3 separate regions of the Zea mays genome follow, and all the other regions are linked to region 2. A link is a contact called in public Hi-C data. All regions are on one chromosome and are shown on one strand. The core of a region is the stretch at or near the end of the contact, and the rest is flanking DNA. Distances in the headings are between cores, read along the strand shown.

What was found. Hi-C and Micro-C count contacts between places; a contact is called where the count stands out from the background.
Region 1: a contact with region 2 is called in a Hi-C map of leaf, with 5 times the contacts expected there. The contact joins the promoter of LOC100280401 here to the promoter of LOC100101542 in region 2. A contact is called at or near these places in 4 of 25 Hi-C or Micro-C datasets (ear, leaf, leaf mesophyll and 1 more).
Region 3: a contact with region 2 is called in a Hi-C map of leaf, with 6 times the contacts expected there. The contact joins the promoter of LOC103633115 here to the promoter of LOC100101542 in region 2. A contact is called at or near these places in 5 of 25 Hi-C or Micro-C datasets (bundle sheath, ear, leaf and 1 more).

The regions. Positions count from the first base shown.
Region 1 is chr7:151,357,827-151,361,155 of Zm-B73-REFERENCE-NAM-5.0, forward strand. LOC100280401 reads right to left here and starts at 1,977. Exons shown (of 8, transcript NM_001153324.1): 1 at 1,734-1,977; 2 at 1,342-1,400; 3 at 1,146-1,220; 4 at 920-1,036; 5 at 736-806; 6 at 307-613; 7 at 1-228. The coding sequence starts at 1,827.
Region 2 is chr7:151,120,071-151,123,047 of Zm-B73-REFERENCE-NAM-5.0, forward strand. LOC100101542 (putative growth-regulating factor 1) reads left to right here and starts at 1,726. Exons shown (of 3, transcript NM_001112558.1): 1 at 1,726-2,091; 2 at 2,889-2,977. The coding sequence starts at 1,827.
Region 3 is chr7:150,906,631-150,909,804 of Zm-B73-REFERENCE-NAM-5.0, forward strand. LOC103633115 (probable plastid-lipid-associated protein 12, chloroplastic) reads right to left here and starts at 1,387. Exons shown (of 11, transcript XM_008654793.4): 1 at 991-1,387; 2 at 821-874. The coding sequence starts at 1,251.

The sequences.
Region 1 (3,329 bases), core at 727-3,226, 240 kb after region 2:
GACGGCGTACCCGCGGCCGAGGAAGCCGTTCCTGCCTCCCAGCACGCCGGCCGTGGACAGCACCAGCGCCTTCTTCCCGCCGAAGCTGTAGGTGTTGTAGTTATTCTGCGTCGTCACCGTGACCAGCTCGCCGGCGCGGAGGTCCGCCTCGATCCTGCCGTACAGCTTCCGGAACGTCGGCAGAGCCGCGGTCCGCATCCACACGATCAGGTCTTCTTGCTCACTCAGCTGTGGAATTTCGACTTCATCACAGCCCTGTTTTTTTTCCCCAGTAATAAAGTTCCAGAGGTACTGTAGTACACTCACAGGTATTCTTGGATCAAGCGTGCCTCCTCCGATCAGAGCTCCTTTCTGGAAATTCCTCGGGAACACCTGCTTCCCGAAGATGTGTTCCCTCTCGCTCCTCCACGAGATGCCTCGCTTGTGGACCCTCAGCGCCCTGTTGTTGCCCCGGGCGAAGCTGTAGGTGTCGTTGAACAGGCTCCAGGCCACGAGCCCGCAGGGGACGACGGCGCTCCCGTGCTCGGTGGTAGCTTCGGGCTTGCAGTACTGCTGCGTGCTGTTGGCCTCCTTGGGATCTCTCAGCTGCTTGTCGCTGCGGCTCTTCACGTACCTGTGCATGGTTTTTCATTCCCGACATGTACGTGTTCTTCAGCTCAGAGGCGAGAGCATCGGTCTTGGCCGTCTCTATCTATGGAACCCAGTACTGGAAATGTACGCCACGTTAGCTTTTACCTCCTGTGGTTCTGGTAGAACTTGTCAAGCTGGTAATATACGTAGATTGGGTGCTTCATATCCCTAGGAACCTACAAAGAGAAGAGCATTAGTCACCTTGTCCTCCTTCAACTAACAACAGCAAAGAAAAAAATGTCTCGAATCCTTTTTTTTCACTTTTTATTGGTTGATGATAACCGTTTACCTTGAGAATCCATGTGCATGTCTTATCTATAGATGGGTTTTGGATATAGGCGACTTTGTTGCCAAGCATGTGTCTTGGTATGCATGAAGTCTCATACTCATAGACCACTTCAACCACCTATTTGGAAGCAAGAAAATCGCAGGAAACTTGGGTTTCAGAACCGGGGATCAGGTTTGAGGTTTATATATATGCAGTATAACGCACACACCACACAGCTCGAACTTACCCTGTTTGAGGCTGCAATGCAGCCAAGGCCAATCACGATAAAAACTACGCCCACAAACAGGAGTACAGGGATGACCTGATTGCGTCGCCCAGGGTTAGTTGCAATAGTCACCATCCTGTATTCTTATAATCTCTAAACACTGAGAAATAACTCAACGAAAATGAGATACGGTTAATAGGCAGGCAGTCAAACTTACCGTCTGAGGCGCAAGTATAGGCTTGCAAGCTGGAAGCTGTTGCTGAGTAAACGGATGATCTTCAAAGTCAACACAATACAGTCATCATATACATAACAACCACTCCTTGTTTCAAATTTAAACCACAAAGATAACAGCATCGTATAAATTAGTTTAGGTTACTTCGGCTTTATGAATCGCCTCATTTTTTAAAAAAAAAACTTCATGAATTCACCATCGCCTAATCTTGGAAAGAGAGAGTTTTTTTTTTCTTTTTGTTCTGGTTCGAAGCACATCGAATTCTGATTATGGTGCAAAAGCCCCAGCCCTCAAATTCACTAAAAACCAGGCTGGAGAAATAAAGAAATAATTAACAGAATTCTGCTTCTTTATCAGAGGAGAGATTCGATTACACTGAGGCCTGTTGCTGTTGCGCTTCTTCACGCTGGCTGCCGGGTCATCCTGGCTGGAGCTCGGTCCGGCTGTATCGCCATGCGTCGGCACCATTGCTGTCCCTGGCAAAGACTCCAGCCCTGCAAGCTGGAAGAGCTTGGTGGTGCTCCCAAAGCGGAAAATCGTCGGGACCAAACAGATGGGGGATATACTAGTTTCAGAGAAAAAAGCTTCAGCAGGAGAGTACGGAATGGAGGCGAGGCATTAATCAGGTTTGGGTTTGGGAGTAGAGACGAAGCAAGGAACTAAAAGGATGGAGAGACATCACAACCTGTCCTTGAGAGCCTCTAGGAAACCAGAAAGGTAAGCATCACCTAACCCAACCGTCCACGTCACTTTCATCCTCCTCTGCTCAAGAAGACTTTGGTGTTTTGTTCATGATATTATTATTGGCTCAACCTGTGTCTGTATCATCGCTTGAGGCACTTCCTACACAGGTATTAGTGTATTACAACCAACGCAACAGCCAAGGAAATCTCACAGCGCAACAAATTTCAATGGTATTGCTATTTCCAATGTCAGTGAAGAGATATGGGCTTATTACATGGGCCCACATGGAAGGTCCAGTTTGCTAACAGTTTCGATAGAATCGAACAAAAGAGTCTGCAAAATTTACAGAACCACAGACCAGAAACCAAGGAAGGAAGCTGCAATGCGCAAAATTCCTCTAGGTCTTTTACTTGGACCAATAATCAATAACATCATGTGTTTGCTGCCCTGGATAAAGTGTTTTGTAACACTGCTTTTGACCAACAATATCCTCTTGCCTTTGTCTCTTGTCAGATCTAGGGCTGTCAGTGACCATGTTCCTTTGATCTTGAACCTGGGCTGTAAGAGTCCAAGAAACCAAGTTTATTTAGATTTTTAATTTAGACCTATCAGCCTTATTAATTTTTAGCTTTACACTGTTTGCTAAATTGCTTAATAACAGACTGATTGTGGTAGCTGATAGGCTGAATGTTTCAAATCAAGCAACTTTTATAAAAGCAGATACATTCTTAAGGGTGTGGTAGCAGCACATGAAATTATTCATGAAGCAAAAAGAAGCTGGGGTCATTCTTAAGTTGGACTACTAAAAGGCTTATGATAGGGTCAGTTGGAATTTTCTGGAGGACATGCTCCAGTCTAGGGGCTTTAGCCCCAAGTGGATTAGATGGATCGAGTCTGGTACAGGGTGAATCTTTTTGTGTGAGAATAAATGATATGGATAGTGTCATTTTTATACCTGGAAAAGGTCTTAGGCAAGGAGACCCTTTATCTCCCTTCTTTTGAACCTAGTAGCTGATAGCTTTACCAGGATGCTCAAGAAAGCAGCTACACAGGACTTGATTTCTGGGCTTCTTCCTCAGGTCATGGGAGGTGGTGTGACCACTCTGCATTATGCAGATGACACTCTTTTCTTCTTAGAAATAATCTAGAAAAGGCTAAGACTTTGAGATGGCTGTTAATCTTTTTTTGAACAGATATCAGGGATGAAGATCAATTATGACAAGAGCGATCTTCTTACCATTGGTTTGGATTCAGATAATGCTAATAGTTTTGCAGAAGTGTTTTGT
Region 2 (2,977 bases), core at 476-2,975:
CTTTTTATTCAAGTTATATAGAACCTATGTTGATTTGTCTCTTTATTGTTTTGATAGATCATTCTTCTCCTACCTGTACTAGAGCTCAAACCGTCGCCATTGAATTAAGTGCAAACTACCTGATTAATTGCAGCAGCAGTGAAAACATTTCTCTCGGTGGCAGAGCGAGAGCGGATGTAGTTCGTGCAACGGTGGTTGTCATCGGACCCTGTGGACATCCGCGTCCACGTCGTGATCATCAAGGGAAACACCGGGACGTAGGACGATCTCATCGAGGCAGAGGTCGCCGAGCTGCTCTGCGCCGCCAGTGTCTCTACTGTGCGGCTGCACGATCTCGACATCTTCGACACCGTCAAGATCACGCTCGACGCGTGGCCGCTCGAGCTGCCTGGCACCACCAATGTCGTCATCGAGGTCGCCGAGGCAGCCAACCCCCTCACTGCCATTGGAGATAGGATCCTTACTCCTGCAATCTGATGTATTCAGAATAATAGTTTATGAGTAAACCTAATGCAACTGCAATCTAAGTTGTAGTTTTATATGTTGTATGCAGTTCTTCTGTAGCAAGTGAATAAGGTTCAGAATCAGAATATGAGATACATGTATTTTTTTCCTTCTCTGTATGGTTATATTGTTTTCATTGTTGAATCTGGTGTACTATTTTTCATAGTCTGATGAGGAGTATAACTTACTTTACCTATACTGATTGGTGTAATATCTGACAGATGTGGTTGTAATTGTCGCAATGTTCATATTAATTGGCTTATTATAGATGCAACACTACAGGACAAAATTGGATGGCTCTTTGCACCTTTGCTGCTACTTCGGTTTATTTTAATTGGAAATGTTGAGTCAGTGAACATACACAAATACAACAATTATGTTCTAAAAGCCTATAATCCAGTCTACACCTTCCGATATTTCATACGAGGCAATTCTGAGATTTGGACATCTCCTAGAGGGGTGATGCTTAGCATCACATGTCATTGGCAATTTAACCGCTACTTTTGTATCAATTGTATGACGAAATAGAGTTATCTATATGTCTTTTCTATCAACATTTTCAAATATTTTCACTCCATAGCGACGCACGAAAATTTATTTAGTAAATTATTATTTTGTATGTAACCAGTGATGATGTGGATAATTGTTCTCATCTCCACTAACTTGTGGTCCATCAATTTGATGAATCTGTAGCAAGATCTATGGATTTTAATGAAGCAGGCAGTTAGAGGTATAAGAATCATCCATGATTGTTAAAAAGAAGTTATGCATGATTGTTTCAGTCCGAGAAACAGAAAATAGAGGCCGAAGAAACTCATACAGCCTCCATTCTCACAGTTGGAGCTCAAACAAACAATTAAACAAATCTAATCTAATGCGATGTGGCTGATTGCACTAGCAAAAGAATCACACATAGCACCTCCAGAAATAGAAAGCCTGTCTTTTTAAAACCATACCATTCCCACACTCCCATGCCAGAGCTGCAATGCTCCCATGGCCCACCATTTATATGCCCAAAATCAAGCAGCCATACTGTCTCAGACCCACCCTTCGGCGTGCGCCTAGCAATTTAGCTTCGTGCGTTTCCCGTGCCCCGAAGGCCGCACCGCACCGCACCTGATAAAAACACCAGTGGCCCTACGCCCAGGCCCTTTTTCCCCGCTCTGCTCTGCACGCCCCTCTCCTCCCTAGTCCCTCCCCCTACCCCCGCCCGTCAAAGCGAGAGCGCCGTATCACCTGTCTCTCCGTCCACCGCCGTCTCGATCCGCGCCCAAAGATACCTTTCCCCCACCCCTTCCTCGCGCCGCCGTTTTGGTGCGACCATGACGGCGGAGGGGGAGGCCAAGAACCCGTCGGCCGGTGGCGGAGGGGATAACCCCCAGCACCAGCAGGCTGCGCCGGCGCCGGCGCCGGCACAGGGGGAAGTGGCGCAGGAGGCTGCAGTGCAGGGGACGGGACAAGAGCAGGAGCGGGACAAGGCGGATCGAGAGGTGCAGGGCGGCGCGGGGGAGAAGGACGACGGCGCGTGCAGAGATCTGGTCCTGGTCGAGGATCCGGAGGTCCTCGCCGTCGAGGATCCGGAGGAAGGTACGGCGCCCGTTCTGGCTGACTCTCTCTTTCTCTCTTCGGTCATGGCTCTAGTAGTACTAGCTGCCCCTGTTGCCGGCCGCTAGTGTCTCAGCTGTCAGATGCATGGATTCAGACTTCAGTAGTGCTGCTTCTTTGACGTCTTTTGCCTTCTTAACAGAACAGGTGCCCAGAAACAGAATTAAAAAAATCGAAGAAAGTATTGTTTTGGCAGTTGGACTGTTGGTAGCTTTACTTGCCAGTTAATTGTACTTGTGTAGCCGTTTATTTCTGCCTGTAAAGCAGTTTTTTTGTTCGTTCACTGTATCCATTGTTCCTTTTAAACATTGAGGAGCACCTTTCTGAGGGGTTCGGGTTCTGTTAATAGCTTTGTCCTTTTGCTGAGAATACATGCAAAGGATCAGATATTGAGTTCAGTTATTGCTTTTGTACTAATCTGCTAGCCCTTATAGTTAGTTACTCAGAGGATTGAACTGTTGAAGGCTTCAGAAAAGTATGATTTGTTTTGTTCTATAAGTCCTTTATTACAATCGTTTGACTTTGTACTCATCAGAAGGCCTTCCTTCCTCTCACCTCTTTGTTGTTATGCTATTTTTCCACGATACAGTGAACATGAAATTGGAGCTCATTTAGTTATATGCAACCTTTTGTTCTGCCTGTTTCTTGTGCTCTCTGCGTGGAATTAAGTACTCGTCTCGTGCATGCATTTACGAATTGAGGATTTATTTTTATTTGGCCCGAAGCTTTTGGCTGAGCGTATCTGAGTTTTTTTTCTCTCTCCCTCTCCCTGGTTACAGCTGCAGCAACCGCAGCACTCCAGGAAGAAATGAAAGCGCTTGTGGCATCGATCCCTGATGGTGCTGGAGCAGCATTCACAGCCATGCAG
Region 3 (3,174 bases), core at 137-2,636, 210 kb before region 2:
TAATAGTTAGTGGCTAAAATTAGGCCCCGTTTCAATCTCACGGGATAAGCTTTAGCTTCCGGCTAAACTTTAGTTATATGAATTGAAGTGCTAAAGTTTAGTTTCAATTATCACCATTAGCTCTCATGTTTAGATTACAAATGGCTAAAAGTAGCTAAAAAAAAGCTGCTAAAGTTTATCTCACGGGATTGGAACAGGGCCTTAGTTGAGACATCAAACACCCTATCTAATTGTTCAACTATTATCTATTTTTGGTAAACTAGTTAATAGTTAGGCCCCGTTTCAATCTCACGGGATAAACTTTAGCTTCCTGCTAAACTTTAGCTATATGAATTGAAGTGCTAAAGTTTAGCTTCAATTACCACCATTAGCTCTCCTGTTTAGATTATAAATGGCTAAAAGTAGCTAAAAAAAGCTGCTAAAGTTTATCTCGCGAGATTGGAACAGGGCCTTAGGTAGTTATTTGTTAGCTAGCTAAGGCCCCGTTTCAATCTCACGGGATAAACTTTAGCTTCCTGCTAAACTTTAGCTATATGAATTGAAGTGCTAAAGTTTAGCTTCAATTACCACCATTAGCTCTCCTGTTTAGATTATAAAGGGCTAAAAGTAGCTAAAAAAAAGCTGCTAAAGTTTATCTCGCGAGATTGGAACAGTGCCTAATTCCACTAATAATTTTTAGTCAACTAACTATTAGTTCTAGTGCATTCAAACACCCCCTAATCAACCCATTTGTTAATCGGCACCTGAAACATTCATCTTTGACAGTTGACTTCACTAATTAAGCAGTATCACGGGTAAGCTGATAAGATTATAATCGCACCGGATCAGGAATGCCTCCCTGGGTCTCGAGAGCCTGCACAGCGCTCTCCACTTCCTGCAACCAGGCAACCACCACAAAAGGGCGTCAGTCTCCAGTGCCACGCCCACCTACATGTCAGCGCGAGCACGTGGTGCGCTCGGCAGAAATCTAGTGAATCGCGGGTCCCTTGCCTGGAGCTGGCGCGGAGCGACGGCGCGGCCGCGGCCCTGGATGCCGAGGAGGGCCTCCAGCAACACCAGCTCGGGTTCCGTGTACGCCTCAGCCTCCCCGGCCGCTACCGACGACGCCGCGCGCGCCAGGGCCCGGCGGCGGCGAAGCTGGGGCAGGGCCCCCCAGATGCTTGGTGCGCAAGAAGCGCTGGCGCGAGGCGACACGCATAGCGGAGGCTGGAGCTGCATAAGGCCTCCGGCTGCTGCTGGGGCGGCGGCCATGGAGCGCGGCGTGCACGCGGAGCAGAGTTTGTGGCTCTCGTTAGCGCCTCTCACGCCTGGTGGAGGAGTGCCCGGTGGGAAGCGCCTCTCGTTCGCGCCTCTCGCGCGTGTTGATCTATTGAATTGTTAGGCTGTCTCCAGCAACGTCCTCTATATGTATTCTCTATATCCGTCCTTTACAGTCTTCTCTAAAAGATTTTATCCTCTATATCTTCTTCCTCTCCAACAACGTCCTCTAAATCACGTTCTCTATACGCAAATATCTATATTAGAGACATTTTTTATTTTTTATTTTTGTACATACGTATTTGTCATACTCTTAAATGTATTGTATAAGTTTTAGTTTTGCTAAACCGGTTATTTAAAGTATTCAAATGGATAGAGGACCGTTTAGAGAAACTCTATATATAGAGAATCCAGCAGCGTCCTCTAAATTTAGAGGACTGTTTAGAGGACGCTGCTGGAGAGCGTAGAGAACCGTTTCGTCATCTATATTTAGAGTACAGGAGGCTTAAGGAGATCTTGCTGGAGCCAGCCTTAAGGCCCGTTTGTTCCTTCTGCTACGTTATATAAGTTAAATTACGGTGAAAAAAATGGGAGGATAAAATATCACTTTAATATTACAAATAAATTAAAATAAGATACAAATACTAGTTTATATTAGCTTATTTATGATTACAAAGTGATATTTTACTATATTACTCTTCCATCATAATCTATATACTACTCCTTAAGATAGAAACGTGGGGCGTCCACACCTACGTCGTGCCTCCGCCCTCCGACCCCGCCTCTCTCGTGATGCCCCGCTGTAACAGCCTACGCCCCTTCCCCACCGTGACAACCGCCTGCCCGCTCTCCTCGCCGAGCTTTTCGTGCGCCACGTCGTTCGTCTCGCCGAAATCCTGCCTCTCACGTCTACATCGCTCGCTAGCCTCGCAATCGCTTAGCCCTAGCTCGCGCTCGGCCGCCACCACCGCTCGCGCGTGCCCCCCGCCTCGCTCCAGTTGCGCCCTAGCCCCCTGCTCACCAAGTCGCTGGGCTCCTCACCTCCACACGTCCATGCCTCCGGCCTCTTCTCTTCGTCGTCGCCTCGCTCACCTCCTCCGCCTCTGGAGCGACCTCACGGTCGGCTTGCCGATGCACAGGTCTGACACCTCATTGGCCATAAAGCTCACTGCCATGCATTTGCAGGGCGGGCCCTAGGCGGTTTCACGATCGAAACCTCCTTCAAAGGTTTTTTTCTCAAGGGAGAGTGCGGCGAGGAACCGCGAGTCGTTTCTGCGTGGGAGTCGGTAGGAAGACGAGAAGGGGGAGGAGGGGATTCTTGCTTCGACCGCGCTTGTTGGGAGGAACCAGCCATGCCTCTTCCCTCTCCCTCTACGACGATGTCTAGGCACGACCAGAGGCGTACTGGGAGGAGGCGATGTCGACCAGTACTAGTTCTACGGCGACCTCTAGGCGTGGTTGGAGGCAGACACCGCTGTGATGGCCTTTCCGGTGAGTCCTTCATGCTCCAGTGCATGTATCGTGTGATACCCATGTGTGCCAGCCACCTGTTTGTTGTATTGCCTCACCGAATGATCCTGTTTCGTGGGCGTTGGAGCTGATAGCAAAGTGAGGAGTCACCTATCGCATTCACCGATGGAATGTGAAACTTTACATGCAAAATCGATTCAAATCATGGGTCAAAGAGAACTTCCTGTGACTTTGTGGAGAAGCTGAAAGGTCAAAGAGAACTTCCTTGTCGTGCAAGTTGTTTATTGTCATTTTTATAATTCTCGGCTCGTGTTAGCGATGACTTTGCCAAATTAGCGAACCTGTTATATGTTGAGCAGTTCTGTTTAATAACTCATGCTTGTGTTATATATGTCTGATAACTGATGGCTATATGTGAATGCTATATGGGTTCCGTTACCAGTATAT